Linked DNA regions of Mus musculus: region 2 is linked to region 1. Evidence: chromatin contacts called from public Micro-C data. All regions are on one chromosome and are shown on one strand. The core of a region is the stretch at or near the end of the contact, and the rest is flanking DNA. Distances in the headings are between cores, read along the strand shown.

Region 1 (4,333 bases), core at 477-2,976:
CCTTGTTCTCAGTGCCAACAAATCAAATGTAACTGTCTTTAAAAAAAAAAAAAAAGATTTATTTATTAATTTTATTATGTGAGTACACTGTAGCTGTACAGATGGTTGTGAGCTTTCATGTGGTTGTTGGGAATTGAATTTTTAGGACCTCTGCTCGCTCTGGTCAACCCTGCTTGCTCAGGCCCAAAGATTGATTTATTATTATAATACATAAGTACACTGTAGCTGACTTCAGATGCATCAGATCTCATTACTGATGGTTGTGAGCCACCATGTGGTTGCTGGGATTTGAACTCAGGACCTTCAGAAGAACAGTCAGTGTTCTTACCCGCTGAGCCATCTCGCCAGGCCCAAAAGTCTTAGTTAGGTTTTTTGTTCCTGTGAAGAGACACCAATACCATAAAAACTTTTTGTTTTTTGTTTTTTGTTTTTTCAAGACAGGATTTCTCTATATAGCTCTGGCTGTCCTGGAACTCACTTTGTAGACCAGGCTGGCCTCGAACTCAGAAATCCTCCTGCCTCTGCCTCCTAAGTGCTGGGATTAAAGGCTCACGCCACCACACCCGGCTTCACAAAAACTTTTATTAAAGAAAACATTTCATTGGGACCGGTTTACAGTTCAGGGATTTAGTCCAGTATCTGCATGGCAGGAAACATGGCAGCCTGCAGGCAGACACCATGTGGGAGAAGGAACTGAGAGTTCTACATCCAATTGGCAGGCCCTAGGAAGTAAGCTGGCTTGAGCTTTTGAGACCTCAGAGCCCACTTCCTAGTTATGTATTTCCTCCAACAAAGCCACACCTACTCCAACAAGCCTGAATCTCTTGATGGCACCACTTTCTATGGCCTATGGGCGTCATCATTGTTATGCAAACCACCATAGTAAGTCTTAGTCCCGCCCTTGATCTGCACAAAAATTTACAGTGCAGATAGCATCCGCAAACCCCATGAGCAGCCACATCCAGCCTACAGAATGCCTCCTAGATGAATCTCACCCTCATAAAAAATAAATAAAATTAAATTTAAAAATGTGTGTTATCCTGGATCTATTGGGGAAGAGAAATATTTCTAAGATGATATTTTACATTTCCTGACATGAGTTAACTTTTCCTAAAATATAATAATATCATTGTATACTTTCTGCAAGGCTGGTCATATTCCTCTTGTTTGTATAGAGGTTCACCTCCACTGTGTAGCATCATAGCCACATGTATGCCGTGTTTTAGCCCAGGAGTCAGTTCGTAGGTGACCATCCTCCTCTGGGGATGTGACCAGATGGGCAGTGATGTCTCATCTGGATGCAGTTCTGTTTGACCCTCTGGGTCCATGTGACATCTTACCTTACGCTGTGACAGGCTGCTGACAGGGCTGCTAGGACCTGAAGAGTGATATTGTGGGTAGGTCTGGGGTGCATAAGGGCACTTCCCCAAGTGCCTTTCAGGGGACTGAGAGGAGCTAGAAAAAGCCAGAGAGGAAGCTGCCCAGAGCCAGCACCAAGAGGACATCAGGTACCCTGCCTCTCCCCAGAGCCCAGAGCTCAGCGGTAGCTGTGAGAAGAGGGAGGCACCCATCCCTAGTGTCGTTCTCAAGGTCTCACGGTCTAGGCATTTACTCTAAACAAGTTATATTTTCAAATGAATGAAGGGCACAGGAACACAGGGTGGGGGTGACTCATCAGCTCTTAATAAAAGCCAGGGTCTCCGAAGGCCAGCAACCTCTCCAGCGACCCCATGTGACCCTTTATTTCAGGAACAGGCTCATCATTATCTGGGGCAAAGGGCTCACTGTCCTAGTGGGAAGTGATGGTTCTGTGCCAAATGGTGAGATACTGCCTGTGTCTGTGGCTCTGAGGATTGGAAAGAAAAGTGTTCCTCGTCTTGGGCCGCCAGCTGCTTCTGAGGAAGCTTTCATTTGTTACTGTGATGCTTTGTCTGTCTCCCTGTCTCCTCTCGTTCATTTTCCCCATCCTTCCCTTCTCTCTTAATGCTATCTGATCCCTAAAACCAGAAAGTGGGGTTTCCAGACTTAGGCCTTCTAACGCCAAGTGCAAAGCAGCCATCAGAGAACGCATAGTTGCCTCTCAAGAAAGCAGGGACTGCCCTCAGCCCGTTTGTGACTTGTGCACTTCAGGTCGCACTTCGGGAGAAGCTGACAGCCAGGCCAGTCTAGCACAGGACACAATGATTCCCTGTGACACAAACCAGTTGGTATTTGAACTGATTAATTCTGTACTTGTAGAAGCTTAGAGGTTAGCTTCAGCCAGACTTGAACAAGACAGTATCTTCCAGGCCTGGCTCTGGGAGGTGGGGAGGAGACAGCCTTTCACATGTGGTTTGGAAGAGAAACCTTTAAGTGCCTTGGCCTGGGTGCTTTGTGTGTTGTCGTTCCCCCCCCCCCCTCCAGTCCTCTTTTTATAGCCTTAAGTCCTGCCCTGCCAGAGCTCCAGAACCCCATTGCCTTCTTCTCTTCATGTGAGCAGTGTTACAGACCCCCCTGGCCCTTCTTCCCTAGCTTTTCCCAGAGCGCTCTCTTCTCTAACTCCTTCCCCCCTCTCCACCCACACCCCTGGTCTCCTTGCCTGTGAGAGTATTAAGTTAAGGAACAACTTAAGGCCAGACACGCCTTTTGACCTTAAGGGACTTCGGTAATCAACTTCTACTTTAAATCTTCAATTCATTTCCTAGACAGCCTTCTGCTGTTTGTGATCCAGAATGCTTTCTTCAGCAGTTTCCCTGTCCCTGTGTGACCTAAATCAGGCGGGACATGATGTATAAGTAGGTCACAGTGGTTCATACTATAGTAAGTAGTAAGAGTGTGCAGTGGGCTAACCTGGGCTATCCCAGATGACTGTGCATAGAGAATATTGATAAAATGCCTTTGTCATTGCAACCATCAAGCTGACCCCCCTCCTCCCTCGTGGAACCATTTGTGGGCCCTTATAGAGAATGGAGGGAAGTACGTACGTGAAGCTCTTTTTAATGGCCACCAGCCTCAGTTGTATACTTCATTCTGTGTTAAAATTGTGTCTCAGCTTTGGTGTATAAACAGGAATGTAGAATGTCTCCTCTCCTTTGTTTTTCGTTAAGGAATTTAATTCCAGTTCCCTGGTGGCTTGCCTGGGTTCACTGAGCTCTTAAGTCTGGCTCCTAAACCCTTCCTTATTTGTGTCGACATCAAGGCGAATCCAGTGATCGTGTGGCACAGGCCTGCTCTTTATTCCATCTTATTTCTTATTTATTCTTCTCTCATACAGTACATTCCAGCAGCAGCAGCCTCTTTTCCCTCTACCCCCAGACCACACTGCTTCCCTTCAGAAAAGAGCTGAGACACCCCACCCCTGGCCCCAGGAGTCAGATTTGTCCGTGGTTGTGGTGGGTACCCTGTAGTGATCTGAAAAACAAAACAAGCAAACAACAAAATCCCTCACTAACTCTCATGCATTTATATTACATGTACTGAGTGTTGGTTCTCACGTTGCTAGGGAAATGCCTACATTGGGGGGTGGGAAGGGTTGAGGGGAAAGAGAGCTGCTGTTTTAACCCATGATCAGTCCGTCTCTCTCAGTCCTGTGGGACTCCTATTTGGCTTCTGGTTTCCCAGCAAGCACTGAGATCCCAGGATCAGTTTTCCTTACACTTGACAATGTCTACTTAAAGTACGTGAGGTACCGTTCCACACTAGCCTCTCTGGCTCATTCCTCAACATGGCACTACTCTTGTCTTGTTTCTTTGACTTAAATATTAAGAGAGATGTACTAATTCCAGGAATTAGAACTTTTATTATTGATTACATAAACTGGAATTCCATATACATTAGTATTTTGCATTGTGCACAATGACTGGGACAGAGTTGAACATCTGATTCTGAAAGGTCTTGTGATGGCTCACCTTTGGTTCCTGACTGCTGCCTACATGTGTGTCCATGGTTAGGTTTGAGTCAGGTAGAAGCCCCAAAGGGATTAGTCAAGAGACCCTGACTGCTTGTAGACCTTGAGTAGGGGCAGTGAGGGGCAGGGCCAGCATTCCCATGTGACCTGGCTTGAAGAAACCTTGTTGACGTCAGTGTTAATTACTTTTCTGATTGCTGTGACAAGCCACTTGACAGGAAAGCAAAGGCAGTGGAAAGATTTCTTTGGGCTCCCAGTTGTGTGCCCGATCCCCACATTCTGTGGCTGTGGTGATTTGAGTGAGAATGGCCCCACAGGCTCATTTATTTGAATACTTGGCTCCGTTCATGGAACTGTTTGGGAAACAGTTGCGAGCTTATTGGAAGATATGAGTCACAGGAGCGGAATTTGAGGCTTAAAAAAACCCATGGATTGCCCGCTGTCTCT
Region 2 (4,333 bases), core at 1,089-3,588, 240 kb after region 1:
TTTTCCTCTTGTACATAATATAAGAGTTATCCCATCAACTTTAAAACATTTGGATTGTTTGGAGGGGGTTGGGGTTGTTTATTTGTTGTTTGTTGAGACAAGGTCACATAGCCTCCCCTGGCCTCAAACCCCTTCTGTAGATAAAGTCCACCCCACCTCTTGATCTCCTGTCTCCGCCTCCCAAGTTCTGGCCCTGCAGCTATGTTACCTAAGATTTATTTTTGATGGGCATGTAACATCTGTCTATGCATATGAGCTGTGCGATGTACATGTGCACAGTGGGATTGGCTTTCACCTTAAATCACCTGTTCTCCAACTGGGTTGGGACCCCTTCGAGGGTCACATATCAGATACCTTGCATATCAGATATTTACATTACAGTTCATAACATTAGCAATATTACAGTTATAAAGTAGCCCCGAAATAATTTTATGGCTGAGAGTCACCCCAGCATGAGGAACTGTACTAAGGGGTCACAGCATTAGGAAGGCTGAGTATTTATCTTGGGTTTGGGTTAAGAACTTCAGAACCCTCTCTTCTAGCCACGTTGCAGTATTTGTTGCACAGTTGGCTGTTCTACTGTGCAATAGCATCAGAGACTCCCCCGCCCTGCCTTACTGGCCCTGCATGCTGCAATGCTGCAGCTTGCTTGGCACTTTCACTCTCCAGCAGTTGTGTGCCTTGCTTTCCCTTGAGACTGTTTGTGTGGGTTGGGGGATCGGATGGGGGGGGTTGGGAGTGGGGAGACCTGAGCCCTGGAGTCCTAACAAGCCATGCTCAGATTCCTGCCCTCAACAGGCCAGTTAGAGACAGTTCACACTGAAAAGCAGAGGGAGGAGATCTCATCAATGCTGTCACATTGGGAAGAAGAGGGAGCGGTCCAGTGACACCTCCCCAGATCACCTTTGCGTCCTGGCCAGAGGTTTAGGTTTAAAGAGAGGGCAGGAGATATGCATCGCTCTCAGTCTAGTCTTCGTCTTCTTGGCCCCAGGTTCTCCTGTAGGATGCTCTGACAAATTGTCAAAGGCATGGACTCCCTTTCCTCTGGCCAGTAGGGCCACAGCCTCTTCCTTTCCCCACCATGCCACCTCTGGGGACATTCCAATTTCTCAGGGTCCATTGTCTCCACGGTCTGTTAGCCAAAAGGAAGGACACAGGCGTCACTTGTGGACCCCTTCCCCTGCCAGGAAGGTGATAGGAGAAAACATTGTACACTGACTCTCTAGTGTCGGCCAGCTTCCCGATCAGTCTGTCTGTCCCTTAAGAGGAGACTACTTACTGCTTCTTGCAATCCCTGGGTGGGAGCCATGCTGTTTGGGGGCAATTTTAGTTGCTGTTTTTCCTGATTTGCGCCTTTTCCATTCTGTTATCCCCACTTTCCTCAGCCAACTCCACATCCCTTTTCTTAAAGACCTCTTCCCAGAGCTAGCCTCCAGCCTCCTCCGGAGGTGTGGCAGGGCTGTCATCCTGGAACCTGCCTTCTCTGTCCTACCAGATCTGTCTGTCCTCTCCTCCTCAGCCTCCTGCTGCTCACCCAGGGTGCCATGTGGCTGAGGATCTGACCACCCATCCATCTGGTCAGGTACCCTGAGAAGGACCTTTTGAGCTAGAGGAAGCTTTTCCTGAGAGCCACTAGCCTGATCTGTCCTGGCTATTCTCCCTAGTCTTGGATCCTTGCCCTGAGTTCTCTGGTGTCAGTGTTGAATCCTTCAAGGGAAAATTGGGTGTAAAGGCCACAACCACCTTTCAGTAGTATTGTGCAGAAAGGCTCGATTCAAACTCCTCAATCAAGAACAACTGTGTAGGGCTGAGAATATACCTCAGTAGAGGACTTGTCTAGCATTAGACCCTGAGTTTGATCCTCAGCGGAAGGAGGGAGGGAACAAAGTGGGGAGGGGACAGAAGAGGTCGGAGAAATGGGAGGAGGAGAAAGAAAGAGAACCAGTGTCTATAAATAAATAGAGGCAGGAAATGAATGAGAACTCTTTAAGTCCTTCCTCATCACTTGTCATCAAAAATTGTGTGATCTAATTAAAGTCCTAACCCTTGTGAAGTTTTTTAATTACTTTCCTTGCTAAAGCAGTTGGCCAGATGGTTAAGCATAATAACACTTGGAAAACAACTAAGAAAATGTCGTGAGAGTTAACAGGGGAAGAGGAACCACCTAAGAGCGTCACGTCTGACAGATGACAAGCATGTCGTGTCTCTAAAAACCTGCTTCTCAATCCAAGAGGAGTCTTTAGATGAACTTCCTATTGCTAAGCATAACCCCCTTGCAGCTCAGACTTGTGGCCATTCCTCGTCCCAGGCAGCAGGCATGACCTTCACTCTGGATCTCAGAACAGCTAATCATCTGTTTACTCTCGTCCTAGGAAAGGCCCTTGGGTCCTGGTGTAATTATAAGCACACTGAAATAGAAATGAGCTTAATAGGCACAGGGTTCTGACAAATGGAATTTCCCTCGCTCACTTTCCCCTTGGCCGGGTATCAGCTTTCACTACCACATCTGATCCCTCTGGTCCATGCATTAAAAGTCCCATGGTTCTAACCAAAGATTTTAGGAAGGCAGAAAAGGGTCTGTGGAGGACAGAGCCTGTGTCCACAGTATGTCTCCATTTGCAGAGGGCCTGTAAGGACACATTGGGACCTCACTGTGTGCTCTGGTCCCCACTGAGAGGCAATAGCCACAGTTGGAACAGCTTTGCTGTTGGGTCACTCTCTGGTGTCTGGCACAAGTGGAAGTGTCCCCTGTTGGGGTCAGAATGTGACTGAGCCTCAGTCCCTCATGTCTGCTGTAGTCTTCTTTCTGTGCTTAGGAGTACAACCCAGAGTGACAGTTCTCTCCTCTCACCTGAGTCTCTGTGACCCTGGGCCCAGTCACAATCAAAGGTGCCCTGTGGCTGTACCTTCTCCATGAGCTGGGTGCTTATGGGAAAGGGTGTGGATCTCTGTTGGCAGGAATCTTTTGTCATGTGAAGGCAACTTCATGAACTATGTGATGGTTTTATGCCCTGTCTGGACTGCATGCAGTTCATTTGGAGACTACTTATTTCATATGATTTTATAGGAAATTGCTAACTTTTGTATTGCACAGCAAATTAGAAGGTAATTATTACTATTAGAAAAAAATAACTATAAAGATCTCTTCCTGGCCATCATTTATAGTTAAGATCTTCTATCTCCCAACTATGAATATAATTCAAATAGGAAACTGCAAGCATCAATTTTCTAGAAATTTTGTGGCTGTAGAAGAATTATTTTCCCTCCTCCAAAACTGGAATGGAAAAGTATCATAGAGATTGGCATGAACCTGGAAGAAACGTCCTTGAAGGGTGCAGGGAATAGGAAAAGGTGCTTGAGGAAAGATGTGCCCCATTTACCCCTCAGCCTCTGCAGCTTTCTCATGTAGGAAAGGCAGGTGGGTCTTCTGGGCAAACGCTCGGGGATGCCTCAGGGTAGACAGTTAATGCAAACCCAGTCAAGCTGGTAGGAAGACTGTATTACGGCTCAACTTCTGAAGTGTAATATAGTTCCCTTGGAGTGTGATATCCCCTCATGCGTACTTTTTGCTGATACTCTAAAGTGGTTTTAGATTTAAGGGGCAAGAACATAATTTACAACAGTATGGTAATGGACATTGAGCTTTCCCCTAACCTAGAGATTCTCCCTGTGAGTCTGAGAGTCCCTCTAGGGACCAGGTGACCTCCTCACTCTTCAAAGCTAGCCTTCTTGCAAGTTGTTCACAATGCTAGATTCTTAGGCCAGGCCAGGTGACCCTGTCAAGTTGCTGACTGTGATGTCTCCTTTGAGCCTCTGTCAGCCTAGCATCAGGAAGCCTGGGCTGAGGTGATATTGGCAAGAGTGGGCACTCTGTGAGGCTTTGATTCCTAGCCAGGGGCTGGGCAGCTGAGAGACACTGGGTAGTTGCTGGTGGCAGTAACCAGCTTGATTCCCCTCCCTTGCTGTCTGCCATAGTGGAGACCCAAGGAAGCAGTGTTGCCGGAGGACTGGGCTGTGTGACACTCCCAAACTCAGAGGACAAAACTACGTAGTCTCAGAGTTCTGTGCTCACGTTGAACCCCGTCAGGCTGTCAGGGTACCTGGTTTGTCCTTCTAGGATGACTGTCCAAAGGCTCCCTCCCTGGGGAAGAACGGAGTCTTCACCCATTCAGATAATATCAGGTTGTCTTTGTATGTGAAGATAATGGGGAAATACTAGTGTGGTGTGGGGATGTCATAGTGCTCTGAAGACTGGGGTTGCGTTCTGAGGATGACATAAGTCAGACTGGATCTCCACATTTAGTTCTCAGTGTGTGTGTGTGTGTGTGTGTGT

The links. A called contact is a pair of places that touch in the nucleus more often than the background predicts.
Region 2: a Micro-C map of granulosa cells shows a contact between it and region 1, with 2.4 times the contacts expected there. The contact joins two enhancer-like sites. A contact is called at or near these places in 2 of 15 datasets of contacts at CTCF or cohesin (large pre-B cells and pro-B cells), 45 of 484 Hi-C or Micro-C datasets (the BV-2 cell line, the C2C12 cell line, the G1E-ER4 cell line and 31 more), 6 of 115 datasets of contacts at active chromatin or transcription factors (differentiating embryonic stem cells, embryonic stem cells, heart atrium and 2 more) and 2 of 9 other capture datasets (embryonic stem cells and embryonic tail).

Annotation. Positions count from the first base shown.
Region 1 is chr10:45,121,020-45,125,352 of GRCm38.p6, forward strand. The region is part of intron 9 of Prep (prolyl endopeptidase); the gene reads left to right. Among named protein-coding and RNA genes, the nearest start is that of Prep, 56 kb to the left of the region's middle. Within about 2 kb of position 1,727, at least 35 of the 459 cell types and tissues checked have an H3K27ac peak or open chromatin away from gene starts, as enhancers often do. A contact at or near this core is called in granulosa cells and heart atrium, where this site is marked.
Region 2 is chr10:45,361,198-45,365,530 of GRCm38.p6, forward strand. The region is part of intron 7 of Bves (blood vessel epicardial substance); the gene reads left to right. Among named protein-coding and RNA genes, the nearest start is that of Bves, 28 kb to the left of the region's middle. Within about 2 kb of position 2,339, at least 12 of the 459 cell types and tissues checked have an H3K27ac peak or open chromatin away from gene starts, as enhancers often do. A contact at or near this core is called in granulosa cells and heart atrium, where this site is marked.